Regions from separate parts of the Drosophila melanogaster genome. Here all the other regions are linked to region 3. A link is a contact called in public Hi-C and targeted proximity ligation data. All regions are on one chromosome and are shown on one strand. The core of a region is the stretch at or near the end of the contact, and the rest is flanking DNA. Distances in the headings are between cores, read along the strand shown.

Region 1 (4,381 bases), core at 384-2,883, 130 kb before region 3:
CATTTTAATAAAATACAAAAATTTAATTTGAAAATCTTTAACTAACGTACGGCCAAACGCACTATAAAAACTAGCCAATGGAAAAAATAGTCCAGTAACGCTTATACAATTTGTTTACAAAAACCAGTTATACAATGTATTCCAAAATTTTACATAGTAATTCTATTCCTACCACTTATGTTTTGTATCCCACTGTGCTTGGTTTGCACTCATTCCTCCACCTCTGCCGAGTCACCCACCACCAACACCCCCCAGCGCGCACGCTCTCCCTCATTCTCACATCATGCTCCGTTGGTTGGTATTGCCAGCTACGAAACATGAAACATGCTCACTGCTTTAACGCCGATTGGAACTTTAAAGGGGCATTTCGAACGGCATTTCTCATGGCCCCTTCCCTGCCCAGCAGCATCATAACAGAGAAAATTGTAATCTTAAAAATTTGGACACTCGCTCACTTTATATTACTTTCTTCTCTGAGCGTTGGCTAGAAGTGCCACTCTCCTTCTCCTTCAATTCCAAATTCGACTAACTTCCCTATCGCGGGGTCTCTCCGCTCTTAAGCTGGACTTGATCTGCATACGAGAATGAGACTGGCTATATGTTTTTACCCCGTAGGGTCTCGGTCTCTGAGATGTGTCAAAAGTAACAGGTGATTGGATTGGATTCGAAAGGAGAGAGGAGAGTTAGAGACAGGGGAAAGAGAATGTAGAGCGTAAGAGCGAACCGGCTTTTCTACCATTTGTTATTATTACTTTCACAGGATCTGTTAATATTTCGGAACCGAAGAGAAACCCAGTCCCGATACATGTCTATTTTAATCTAAACCTATCAGATTCTTTTGATTCCTGTGTAACCCTCAGTAGCATTACACTTGTTCCCAGAAAAATGGAATCTGGTATCTTAAAAAGAAAACTGAAAGTAATTTATTCTGAACCCAATACCCTTCTAGATTTTGGTGATCAAACATAATAAATTGTTAGATTAGGGACTCGTTCTACGAAAATCTGCTTATCGATTTAATCATAGCTAATGTTGGAATTTATTTTTAATACAATTGCTCGATACCTTAGCTAGAATAATTCAAAAACGTTCTGAATTGTTTATCCTTCATTTTTAAACTGTAAAATTTGAGCTTATTCAGAGTGGAGTAGTATAAGAAAATGTTGAATATTTTGATACCGGATCCGATAGTTATAGAACCGGAACCTACGGATCCCGTTGACCTTTTTCTTATCGCACTCTGATATTCCAACCGGTCGGACACATGTGTTTTTCATCCGTGAAGTCGGCCCAGAATATTTCCATCATTCAATATTTACCACCTTTTATAGTTTTGTTTACTATCTTGCCGACTTTTTTGTCTTGCCGTCTTGCTCTCCTCTCCATCCTAAAAATACTCTTCCTGCGCTCCATCTGGCAATGCCGCTCGACAACTGTACTTCAAAGAGCGTTGCCAGGCAGGTCACTTCTCTCATAGATACACAGATACAGGCGCGCACGCACACCAGCACGCAAAATAACCACCACCAGCAGTACAGAAATTACACATTTTCTCCCCGAGTAGAGAACTGAAAAACTGGCCGCGCTGGCAGCGCCGGAGCAGCGAAATTCGATCGAAACCATTTACTCAGTCTCAGTTCGAGTTATCCAACGTTGGCGAGCGGACAAACAAGCAGGAGAAAAAAGCGTACGGGCAAGAGAAAGAGAAGGCACAAAATCACCCACAGCCACTGAAATTTTCTTTTGCGCTCCGGTGAGAAGATAATTTCACAAACCAAAACCGAACCAACAAACAAAAAAAGTGCGCTCCGTGAGCGGGAAAACAATAACAAAATCAAGAGACATGCGATTATAAAACGAACAAAATAACTGAGTGACAAAAAAAAATTAAATGCGTGTCTCATGGCTTGACTGTACTGTGTATTAAAAAATGTGATTGTGTCGGCTGTCCGTCTGTCTGAGTTTGTGCGCGTGTGTGTGCTGTTGGCGTTTTTAAATGTGGCGCGCTATTTTTGTGTGATTTTTGTGGGCAGCAACGAATTTTGAAACATCAATTGTATACTAGTTGTCAGTCCCCTTGTGAAAAAGTCTTCTCCAACAACAAAATTCCTGTGAGCAGCCTACACACATGCGTTGTCTCGCTCTCGCGCGCTCTGGCCCCCAAAGAGTGCGAGAGCGGGAGAGTGAGACCGAGAAAGAGAGAGAGAGAGAGAGAGCTAATAACTAACGTCTGTACTCTTTTTCTTTTCCATTTTTCATTTCAGTTTCGAGAAAGCAGCGCGCCAAGCAGCAAGAAGAGGAAGAGCAAAGGGAGTTGGAAAAGCAGTGGCGTCGTGGAGGAGGAGTAGAAAGGGGATTTTTGCGAAAAATCCCAACTTGAAGAGAATTTTCCCCGTAACCGTTAAACATTAAATCGTCGTGTTGGAGACAAATAGCAGCGAATACGCTAGCAACGCTGGGGAGGAACAACAATTGTTGGATTTGGACGCGACCGCTTTGATGTCGCTGCCAATGAATTCGCTGTATTCGCTCACCTGGGGCGATTACGGCACCAGCCTCGTATCGGCAATCCAATTGTTGCGCTGCCATGGCGACCTCGTCGATTGCACGTTGGCCGCCGGCGGGCGGAGTTTTCCCGCCCACAAGATAGTCCTGTGCGCCGCCTCCCCCTTTCTGCTGGACTTGCTAAAGGTAAGTGCTCGGTTCGGAAACACTGCCTAAAACACCTTTCAATAAGAGAGCTTGTACATAACCTCAAACGTTTCGTACAGTTTGTAAACAGAGAAATCCAATCGCAGAAATAGGTTAATGTTTGGAGCGCAGAGAAACTGACACTCGCACGCAAATGCATACATATGTATAAATAACGCAGATTTACGCTCCGCTCCAAAAGTTGTCTAGAGATTTTTGTACAAGTTTTCCACTGTCAATTGAGTTGAATGAGTGGCTCCGCCCCCCGCATTCCCGCCGTCTATCTTGCTTATCAGCTTTTTCTTGTTGCAAAGTTCACCGGAGAACGAGAGAGTGAGACGTAGAGACAGAGCGCAGACAGAGAGGGAGAGAGCGAGAGAACCAGTTGGTTCGGTCGACAGAAAAGTGGTTTTGGGCCCGGTGGTGTAACAGAGAGGGGAGAGCCGAAAGCTGGTGCGCCAACTTTTAAATCGCATGTGTTAGAGCGAGCGCAAACGAGAGCGCCAAAAGCAGCGCGGCAACTGTTGTAGTTGTTGGATGGTTGGAGCTTTCGTCTTGCCTTTTGGTTCTTGCTGTTGTTGGGTGCACACGAGCGCGACCTCTTTCTTCACAGACAGAACTGTACAGTTGGCTCTGGCTAGGGGGAACTTGAAATATTGGGGGGAATATGGATACATATACAAAGATAATTAAAATTAAATTTGTATTGATTGGTTTGATTTCCTTAACCCATTTCCTAAGCTAAGTCTTTTGTATTTTGTATGTCACCATTTTAGATTGCTAGATTGATTGTCTAACAGCAAACTTCGCTCAATTAAAAGTTCCTGGACTTTAATAGACTTATCTACTTCAAATCTTTATTTAAACTTATAACATAGTGACCAAGTCCAGATTGTACCAAAGATAAGCAAGCCTGTCTGGTGCGCTTCCCTCGTATCGAATCCAACCCGTATTTCTATAAACTAAAGCATTTCATATTAGGAAGGCGCACTTTTAAATGGAGCTTGCAAGTTTTTTCATGAGCTGTATTGCGATACTGTACTTTTTAACAACTCATTTGCACTTTAACTTTGACGCTTTTCCGCCACTCTGTCGATTGTTCAAAGTGTGCGCTTAAGTATGAAAGTTGGACCGTCTTCAATGCGTGGCCCTATCGTAATGGAAATACTGACCAAAACAGAGCGCGGCCAGCGAAATGAAAACACCTGATGCGACGCCGACAGCGGCTACTCTGCGCTTCGCTCCCCCTTATTCTCAGCGCTCCTCATCTCTCCTCTCCTTTTCTGGGCCGTGAAAAAGTAAACAGAGCGAAATTTTTGAAAACGCCGCTCAGAGCCGTCGTGGGGAAATGTCAAAGAAAAAAAAAAAAAAACAAAAAGAACGGGACCAATGCGGCTGTGAACTCTGCAAGAGTCCGAAAAGTACAAGATGTACTGATCTCGTTACACTCACACACGCACGCAAAAACACATGGCGGTCGCTCTTTGTTGCTCTTGCTCCCTCTCCCTTGCTCCTACGGCAAATGGAATGCAACTCTGAAAAATCGATGAGCGAGACTTTGGTTGGAGGCAGAGTTCAAAGAGCGCAAATGGGAGTGCGGTGAGATGTGTCATTTCAAGAGATTGGCATTGGATGAAGGGAGGGTGTTGGTTGGTGAGTCCGTAAATGGAGAGGGGTTGTTTTCTGAGCA
Region 2 (4,297 bases), core at 1,075-3,574, 73 kb before region 3:
CACTTCTTTCAGATTCTTTTCAGCTCCGCTGAGCACTCACTGAAAACACCCAAAGTTTTTCCAATTAGTTTAATGCATCATTTTGTCATTTCGGCAGCCAGCCAAGGATGCTCCACATATTATATTCATAAATGCACAACGTATGTATATATTTTGTTTAGACAAGTGCAAGCCAAGATTCTAACCACTTCATGGCACTGCGAACAGAATGTCTTCACATGCATTTGTTATTTTTCGATGTTGTTCCCTTTGCCTTTTTTGTAAGCAAGAAATTCTGCAACCGGAATGCCAAAGAAATATTTAGCTGGCAAAGTTTATTTTACTCTTGGCTTTGTTTCTTTTCATGTTTTCCTTTTTCTTCAGCTGGCTTTGGCTGTTTTGTGGCGTAGACAAAACGGCGGCGAGCACGTTTCCGGTTGCGAACGGCACCGGAATTATAACAAGTTGTAAATGAAAGGCAAAATTTGATTACAGCCGATGTCAGAAGTCAAAGTGAGAATTGCAGAACTAGTTAATTTGAATGGAAACCGAATGGGGGAGACCAGAATATAAACAAAATCCGATGGGGAGAACAATTTTATAGTTTATCAAAATATTTATATATTTACTAGCAATTTTTACTACAAGCACAAAATTTTTGTTTTTCACATGACAAGTTTTAACTTTTATATTAAAATTGTATTTGTGGAAAGCAAATTTATTCCAAGCAATTTATATACTTTTTGAAAATTTGTATATTGATTTGTTTTGCAGTGTCTTTCAAAAATTCAAAAGCCAATTAAAAAGCTTCATTTGAAATTGAACTCCATTGAAATGTATCTCCGTCGTATTTTATTCCGGATCGAACTTTATCTTTATCTGCATCTCTCCCCCATCCAAACTGACTTTAGGCACGCGAACGTCACTTACGCTTACTCCCACTCGAAAAATGCGACGTAAACTGGATTTGTAGCACGGCGCAGACTTTCTGAGGAATCCCGATCCGCAACCGTAACCGAAACCGAACCGCACGTGGCGACTGACAAGCGGCAACTGAGCTCAACCGCAGCTGGAGAACCGTCGCCAAGGCAAAAGCACTCGGAGTGAGTATGAAAAAGCAGTGGAATGAGTGCCAATTGCCGATTACCGGCGAAAGAGCGGAGCAAAACAAACCCACCGATGAGTGAGTTTGCTTTGAGTGAGAGAGCAGAGAGCCTGAGTCAACAGGTTGTTTTGCTGGTTGGGTCACTTAACCTCGTTACTCTTTGTATTCCTCTGTGGGTCACACGGGGCGTATGTGCAATATGGCTCACTCGGTGCGTATGTGTGGCGTATATGGCTCAAGTTTGCCGACAAATCGCCGACAAATTGTTTAGGAACATGGATGCTGGCTACGCACACGACTTGGATTACCAGTTGGGATTGTCTTTAACCCAGGCTGTGGGTTGTCACAGTGCGTATACGTGATTTTGTCTTGACTTTTCTGCAGGACAATTTGTGCGGATGTTGGCGTGCTTTTCTCTTTTCTTTCTGTTCATAATTTTGTATTTTTATGGTCATCCTAAGTTTTTTCGTTTCAAGGGTTTTAACATTTCGAACGTCTTAGAAACTTTCCCACAACTATAAACTGAAGAAAGAGACAATGGGTTTTGTCATTTCACCATGCAAATTTAATTGAATCGATAAAAAATATAAAACATTTGTAGCCCTGACCACCTTATTATTCCTTTTAAATGTGTGAGGTGGAATTGACAACGCATTAAATTAAGACGTTAGTAATCGAATTGGTGCGGTCTTGGATCCTATTTAAAATGGTTACTGGTCTTCTGTTATGTTTATATCAATAGAATCCGGCACATCTTTTGGATATTGCTGATTAAAATCAGACGCTGCAAGACTACGGTCATTCAGAACTTCTGTCTCGTCGGAACTCGGATCCAAGTCGAGAAACGCCTTGGAGATCATTTTGGGATTTAGTTCGGCATCCAGGTCGTTGTTCTCAACTATTTTAATCAAAATTTCCAGGAGCAATTCACAACACTTCTTTTCGTAGCCCATAACATTGGAAATGGCATTATGGATTGTGTCCTTCATTTTTAACAGCTCTTGATTCAAGTTTTCGATATCAACTAGAGCTTTCTGGGAACTGGCCAAAGAAACAGCAATGCGACGTCCCAGATCCTCGTGCTCCAGGCGCATATTGGTGGCATTTTCCCGAAGACATTGCAGCCAAATAGAACGCTTGGCCATTCCCCTCATGTTCATTGTGAGCGTACAAAATATACAGATTTTATTTGAATTTATTTTATGTGTGAATATCTGATTACTTTCAGGGCGTCAATAGTACTGGGAAACCTATTTTAGATCCATAGAAATGACACAGAGGCAACTGGGAATGAGTAGCCTGCTTGGGTGGCGCTACAATAAGATGACTGACATCAATTATATTAATTATCAGAGTAAGCCGATTAGCTGGCTAATGAATTAAACATCATGGGAATTTCCCGGCCCATCCTGAAGGCGACAAATCAATGTCACTTAAAACATATAATTATCATCATTAGCCGCCCAAAAGCATCGCACTCCTCATGAACCTAACTTTTATTACAGACTATTTTGCCAAGCTGATGGTGCTCGGTGTTGCATTCATAATTGATTGTCCTGTGGGCAAACGTGTCCTTTGCCTTTGCGTCCTTCGCAAGATAAGCACTTAAGCTAAATGAAAGCAGATGTCTTAATTTTCATTTAAGTTGCTGACAAAGAGATTTCTAAGCTGCTCTGTCAATGCCTTTATCTGCGACCTTCCTGGTTAATTTTTTATTTCGAATGTGCGAACGTAAATGAAAAAACGCTTGGTAATTGGTCAAAGCTCTTGATTCCGGTCCAAAGCAAAGGATTTCATTTTTAATGAGAAGCAAATATGTTCAGCCCTAATTGGATTAATGGGAAGTCCTGCGGGATCTAAACGGCTTGCGGTCTAGGTCAGAGTCAATGCGATAGGGGCGTTTTTTGAGTGAAAATGTTCGCTTTGTTAACAATTTAACAACTTTGTTGGGAATGGCTTAAAATTTTGTTGGAGAAGAAGGATTAAATCATCTATATGTGATGATGAAAAGCCTATTTATATATATATTATGTTATACTCGCATTCAAGAGATTTAAACACTAAAAGATCATATCTCTATATTCTAAGAGCTTTTCATGAATTTTGATTTTTATAATTAAAAAGGCGCAACTCGTTGTGAACATTGTTGTAGGCAAATGAAAAGTCCTTTTTAACCGGCACGATAATTAAATCATGCTCAAACAGAATTTGAACTGAAATCTCCATCATCGGTTTAACTTTTCTTCCGTTTCCTCCGACCGGAAAAAGCTCTTCCTTAGCTGTCAACTGGTAAATGCCGAATTCTATCAATTTGTCATTCAATCATTGCACGAACGTTGCTAAGCCGACTATGCAAATTGAAGTCAAGAGGCATTAAGTCCAATCCCAAAACTAAAACGCTACTCCATGACACAATTGTCAGGGTTTTATCGGCTTATTTCTATGCATGAGTGCAGACACTCACAAGGACACGTTTATACCCACACAAATGCAGAACACTTTTTGAAAAGGAAGAAGCTTTGGCAATTTTCCGATTATTTTTTCTTCCATGTCGAACTTATGTGAATGCATATATAAGAACATCAATCTTTTTTGTTAGTCTGAATTAAGAGAACTTTATTTCTGATGTGGATTGCAAATACTATTCGATTTTAAAGTCGAATTCATATTTAAGAGACTAAGGACGTGTTGACTTTTGTTTATAGTGAAGTTCAAAATGTACCTTATTTATTTATTTTTTTTCTTTTATATATATTTGCCTCAATAAAGAACCTACAAACACCTTACATATAAACACTATAAACCTGAATATGTATGAAAAAATAATTGAAACCAGTTTGATTGATTGGCTGAAATATAGCAGTTAACTAAGGTTCTGCGCTTTTGATTATTTTGCATCCCCATTTGGAGCTTTCTAAAATTGATGTGCGGTTGGCAGGTGATTTATTGCGGCTTGAAAAGAAAAGGGACTATTTATTTCTCTGCCTGTGCTTGCTTATCAAGTTTCGGCAAGGTCTTCATACTGCGACACATATTTTGTTGAAATCCTATGGTAATTCAATCATGGCAACCTTTTTCACAGAAACCAACATAATTGACGGAAAAATTCGATAAACCAGATGTTATAGGTCAGAGAGAGTAGGGTGATTTGGGTCAATAGAAAGATGACAGATCTTCTAGATATTGGTATTGAAATAAAATCAATAAAAATCA
Region 3 (4,170 bases), core at 490-2,989:
TTTTGTTCATCAAAAAGGAATTTCTTGAGATTTTTCGCTGCGGCTGCTCCTGCCTATTGGACTGGTCTTGGAAACTGGAACCCTTTGCCCCCACTGGGTAGGAATGGACCGGGGGCAGAAATGGGGGCTGCGATGAGCAGGCGACGCATGCGCCAAGATCTCTGGGATGGACACGCTCTCCGCGACGGACTCTCTCTTATTTAGAGCCTGTCTTGTGCTGCTGCTTATTCGCATTTCGAGTTGATTTGCCTGGAATTTTATTTCCTTCAGGGGGCGGAGGGAGTGGAGGGAGCTCTGCAGGCGCGTTGAAGGAACAGAATGAATCACGGAATCGTCCAATTTATACACGAGTTCTCTTTGTTCCTTTGCGAATCAAACTTGTTTCTTATCTCCGGCAATTTACTATTGTTATGAAATATACGGATTCTTTTTCGGGTAATACCAATATTAGTTGCTTTGAGTTTTTAATTCCATTGGATAAATAATATGGTCTTTAAGCTTATTAAATAACTTTATTAAAGATTATAGTCCATTTTTCCATACTAACCATACTTTTCCATACTACATATATCAATGTAAGTATACATTTTAAAAGATCTGATTGCCACGATATGGATTTTCTTATCTTTTTTGCATTAAGAATGGCACTACCTCAACCATTTCGCACTTTAAACATCGCTACAAATTAAAATTTGTACTATTTGAATGACACCATATGGGAAGGCAATAAGTTATAATAAGCCTACTAAAGTACCAGAGTTCTTGAAAATATCTTTAAGTTTTTTTTTTAATATCCTTCACTTAAAGCGTATTTCAAAATTAAAAAAAAATTTTTATGATCTGAACATTTCACCCACAAGAAGTAATTATAACTTTGTTTAAAATTTAAATATTTACAATAATAAATATTTCTCGACAGGTATTTATTAAGCCATTGGTATATAATATCGGACATACCGTTACTGGGTTTTTGGGGAATTTCGATGGCATCGATTCCTCTCGCTTGGAAAATGTGTGTCACAGCACTGCAATTCGGACTGAATTGATCGATGATCGAAGACCCTGCTACGCCACCCGCCGGATTGGGGGCGGCAAGGGCGGCCACTTGGGGGGCGGGGCCATTGTCCGCTTGTAAGGTGGGCGGCAAGTGGGTGGTGAGTAGTAATAGTAGAAGAGGACTGCTGAATATCACAAGGCGGGCAGTTGTTGTTGCTGTAGCTTTTCTTCTGCAATGCAGATGTTGTTGTTGTTGCTGCTGATGTAGCATTTTGATAACTCTTTCTTTATTTTAAGGGGAAAGAGAGAGCGAGAGACAGGGCTAATTTCACCGGCGTTTGTTGTCGTTTAGTTTCGATTGGGATTCAAATCGTTTTGACTGTGTTTGTTCTTTTTGCGGTAAATAATTTTGGCAAACGCAGGCACCCACACTGAAATACGCACACTAATACACCGCTTTGTTTGCCGGCATTATTATTATTATGAAACTTATTTTTGTCGTTTGCGTTTATCAGTGCGCATTTTGCGTTCAGAAGCAATTGAAGTGCAACATGGTTGTCGGGTGTTATTAAATCGGGATTATTAACAATTAACAAATAGCGGCACACGCACTGCACATAGACGCACTCGCTCCAACACACACGCACCCGCGACGACGAAAGGCGAATTGAAAGCAAAGCGCGCAACGCAGGAAGAAGCAGCACAGCGCGTGCTCGCGAGTCGGCTATAAAATTTTGACTGAGAAGTCTCTTTGAATTTCGACTGCTTACCGTCGATTCTTTTCAGCCTGCGCTTATCGATTGGTGACCGCGGCTATCGATGTCTATCGCCTTACACCGTTTTTAGGTATGTACAGTGTCACTAGGCTATGAGAATTCCATTCTGGGAAACGTTTGTTAGAAAGTTGTGAAATTTAAAAATAAAATAACGAAAGTTTTACAAGAAATAGATTGGTCCTGTTAATACATACATACATATAAATTATTATACATATACAATTATACATACCATAAATTTTTTTTGTTTGCAAACACACGACTGTATATTTATTAATTGGTTGGTAAGCTAAATGGTTTTTGAATAATTTAATCACAAAAAGTAAAACTTCCATGTCGCGCTTATAGGCGAGATGAATGCCTATTTAATCACATTTAAAATATTTTGTGTACAAAACAAATAGTGTGGACATCTAAATTTATTCGAAATATGTGACATCGATAAAGGAAGGTCCACACTATCGAAAGCCACTATCTAGCCGCATTGTTCATCTCTAAACCAGCTGTTTTGGCGGCAACCAGTTTTGGTCTGAAGCAAAACAATGTTTATTTAAATAAAACGCAATTTAAATAACAGCCCAAGTATGGCGCATGAAAGCGCTGTGCACGAGGCGCTGAAAAAGCATTTTGGCCACTCGAAATTCAAATCGGATCTACAGGAAAAAGCCGTGAAGTGCGCTGTTAAAAGTGAATATTGGCCAAATTCTTACCCAATCTCGCAGATAATACCTCTCGTAATTCTCTTACAGAAAAGCAGGATGTGTATGTGTCGATGCCCACGGGCTCGGGTAAATCCCTGTGCTTCCAATTGCCTGGTTTGATGTCAGAGAATCAAATAACCATTGTTTTTTCTCCGCTTTTGGCTTTGATTAAAGATCAGATAGATCATTTAACCAAACTGAAAGTGCCGGCGGATTCTTTGAACTCCAAGATGAGCACCAAAGAAAGGGATCGTGTTATAATGGACTTAAAGGCCGTGAGAACCAACCTGAAGTTTCTCTACATAACCCCGGAACAGGCCGCCACCAAGTTTTTTCAAGACCTGCTGCAAACCCTCCATAAACACAATAAGCTTGCCTACTTTGCAGTCGACGAGGCGCATTGTGTTAGCCAATGGGGACATGACTTTCGACCGGACTATCTAAAGCTGGGGGAGCTGCGTTCCAAATATTCCGACGTCATCTGGTTGGCTTTGACTGCCACAGCTTCAAGGGAAGTCAAGGAGGATATATATAAGCAGTTGCGCCTCCACCAACCCGTGGCTCAATTTAGCACTCCTAGCTTCAGGAAAAACCTCTTCTATGACATTGTTTACAAGAATTCTATCGAAGATGACTTTCAGCACCTGGCAGATTTCGCCAGACACTGCTTGGGCAATCCGAAGGAGTTTAAGGATACACCCAAGCCACAAAGAGGCTGCGGAATCGTATATTGCCGGACTCGAGACCAAGTGGAGCGCATGGCGATAGGGGTAACTAAACAGGGAATCGGAGCAGTAGCCTATCACGCTGGTCTGAAAACAGGAGAACGTACTGAAGTCCAGGAAGCGTGGATGCGGGGTGATCAGCCCATTATATGTGCAACCAATAGTTTTGGAATGGGTGTGGACAAACCAAGTGTGCGCTTCGTTATCCACTGGGATGTACCCCAAAATGTGGCTGCTTATTATCAAGAATCTGGTCGCGCTGGACGCGATGGCTTGCAGTCATATTGTAGATTATACTACGGACGGGAAGACGTCCGGAGTATACGTTTCCTTCTTCAAAACGATGCCCACAGAGCCAGGGGTCGTGGTGACAAAGAGCTGCTTACGGAGAGAGCTATCAAACAATTTGAGAAGATCACGGAATTCTGCGAGCGAACAACCTGCAGGCATAAACTCTTTTCGGATTTCTTTGGAGATCCAACTCCAGATTGTAGTGGGCAATGCGATGTCTGCAAGCGTCCCAAGAAAGCGGAAAAAGCACTGGAGATTTTTCATCGATTATGTATGGATGATGCCTTTAAGTCGCACATTTCGCTACAGGATTGCGCAGATCTGTATGAGGGTGAGTTTTAAAACTTCGTTATCTTTTTAGCTATTTCTGATCTTAAAGCCATATTTTTATACCCGTTACTCGTAGAGTAAAAGGCTATACTAGATTCGATGAAAAGTATGTAACAGGTAGAAGGAAGCGTTTATGTATGGATATTCTTTACCAGGATTACTATCCGAGTCGATCTGGACATCCGTTTGTCCGTCCATATGAACGTCAAGGTCTAAGGACCTAGCGGGATCTCTGGAATGATTTTTTTTATTTAATTATATGTCAAAAAGTATCTTATAGTCGATTAGGTCGAGTATAGCGCTCTCTCTTGTTTTTATATCCTACTAGGCGGCCGACCAGGTATAAAGCGT

Evidence for each region. Hi-C and Micro-C count contacts between places; a contact is called where the count stands out from the background.
Region 1: a contact with region 3 is called in a Hi-C map of the Kc167 cell line, with 3 times the contacts expected there. A contact is called at or near these places in 18 of 107 Hi-C or Micro-C datasets (the Clone 8 cell line, the D17-c3 cell line, the Kc167 cell line and 8 more) and 3 of 7 datasets of targeted methods (the Kc167 cell line and the S2 cell line).
Region 2: a targeted proximity ligation map of the Kc167 cell line shows a contact between it and region 3, with 2.1 times the contacts expected there. A contact is called at or near these places in 4 of 107 Hi-C or Micro-C datasets (the Kc167 cell line, the S2 cell line, leg imaginal disc and 1 more) and 2 of 7 datasets of targeted methods (the Kc167 cell line and the S2 cell line).

The regions. Positions count from the first base shown.
Region 1 is chr3L:14,755,214-14,759,594 of dm6, reverse strand. CG42507 reads left to right here and starts at 1,633. Exons shown (of 7, transcript NM_001169973.2): 1 at 1,633-1,753; 2 at 2,265-2,691. It overlaps Trl (Trithorax-like), which reads left to right. Exons shown (of 7, transcript NM_206360.1): 3 at 2,265-2,691. The coding sequence starts at 2,500.
Region 2 is chr3L:14,703,491-14,707,787 of dm6, reverse strand. CG13476 reads right to left here and starts at 2,324. Exons shown (of 1, transcript NM_206354.2): 1 at 1,631-2,324. The coding sequence starts at 2,244. The coding sequence ends at 1,795. All of the region lies in intron 2 of ome (omega), which reads right to left.
Region 3 is chr3L:14,630,170-14,634,339 of dm6, reverse strand. dlp (dally-like) reads right to left here and starts at 1,739. Exons shown (of 8, transcript NM_206353.2): 1 at 958-1,739. The coding sequence starts at 1,267. RecQ5 (RecQ5 helicase) reads left to right here and starts at 2,263. Exons shown (of 5, transcript NM_168591.3): 1 at 2,263-2,459; 2 at 2,522-3,820; 3 at 4,148-4,170. The coding sequence starts at 2,357.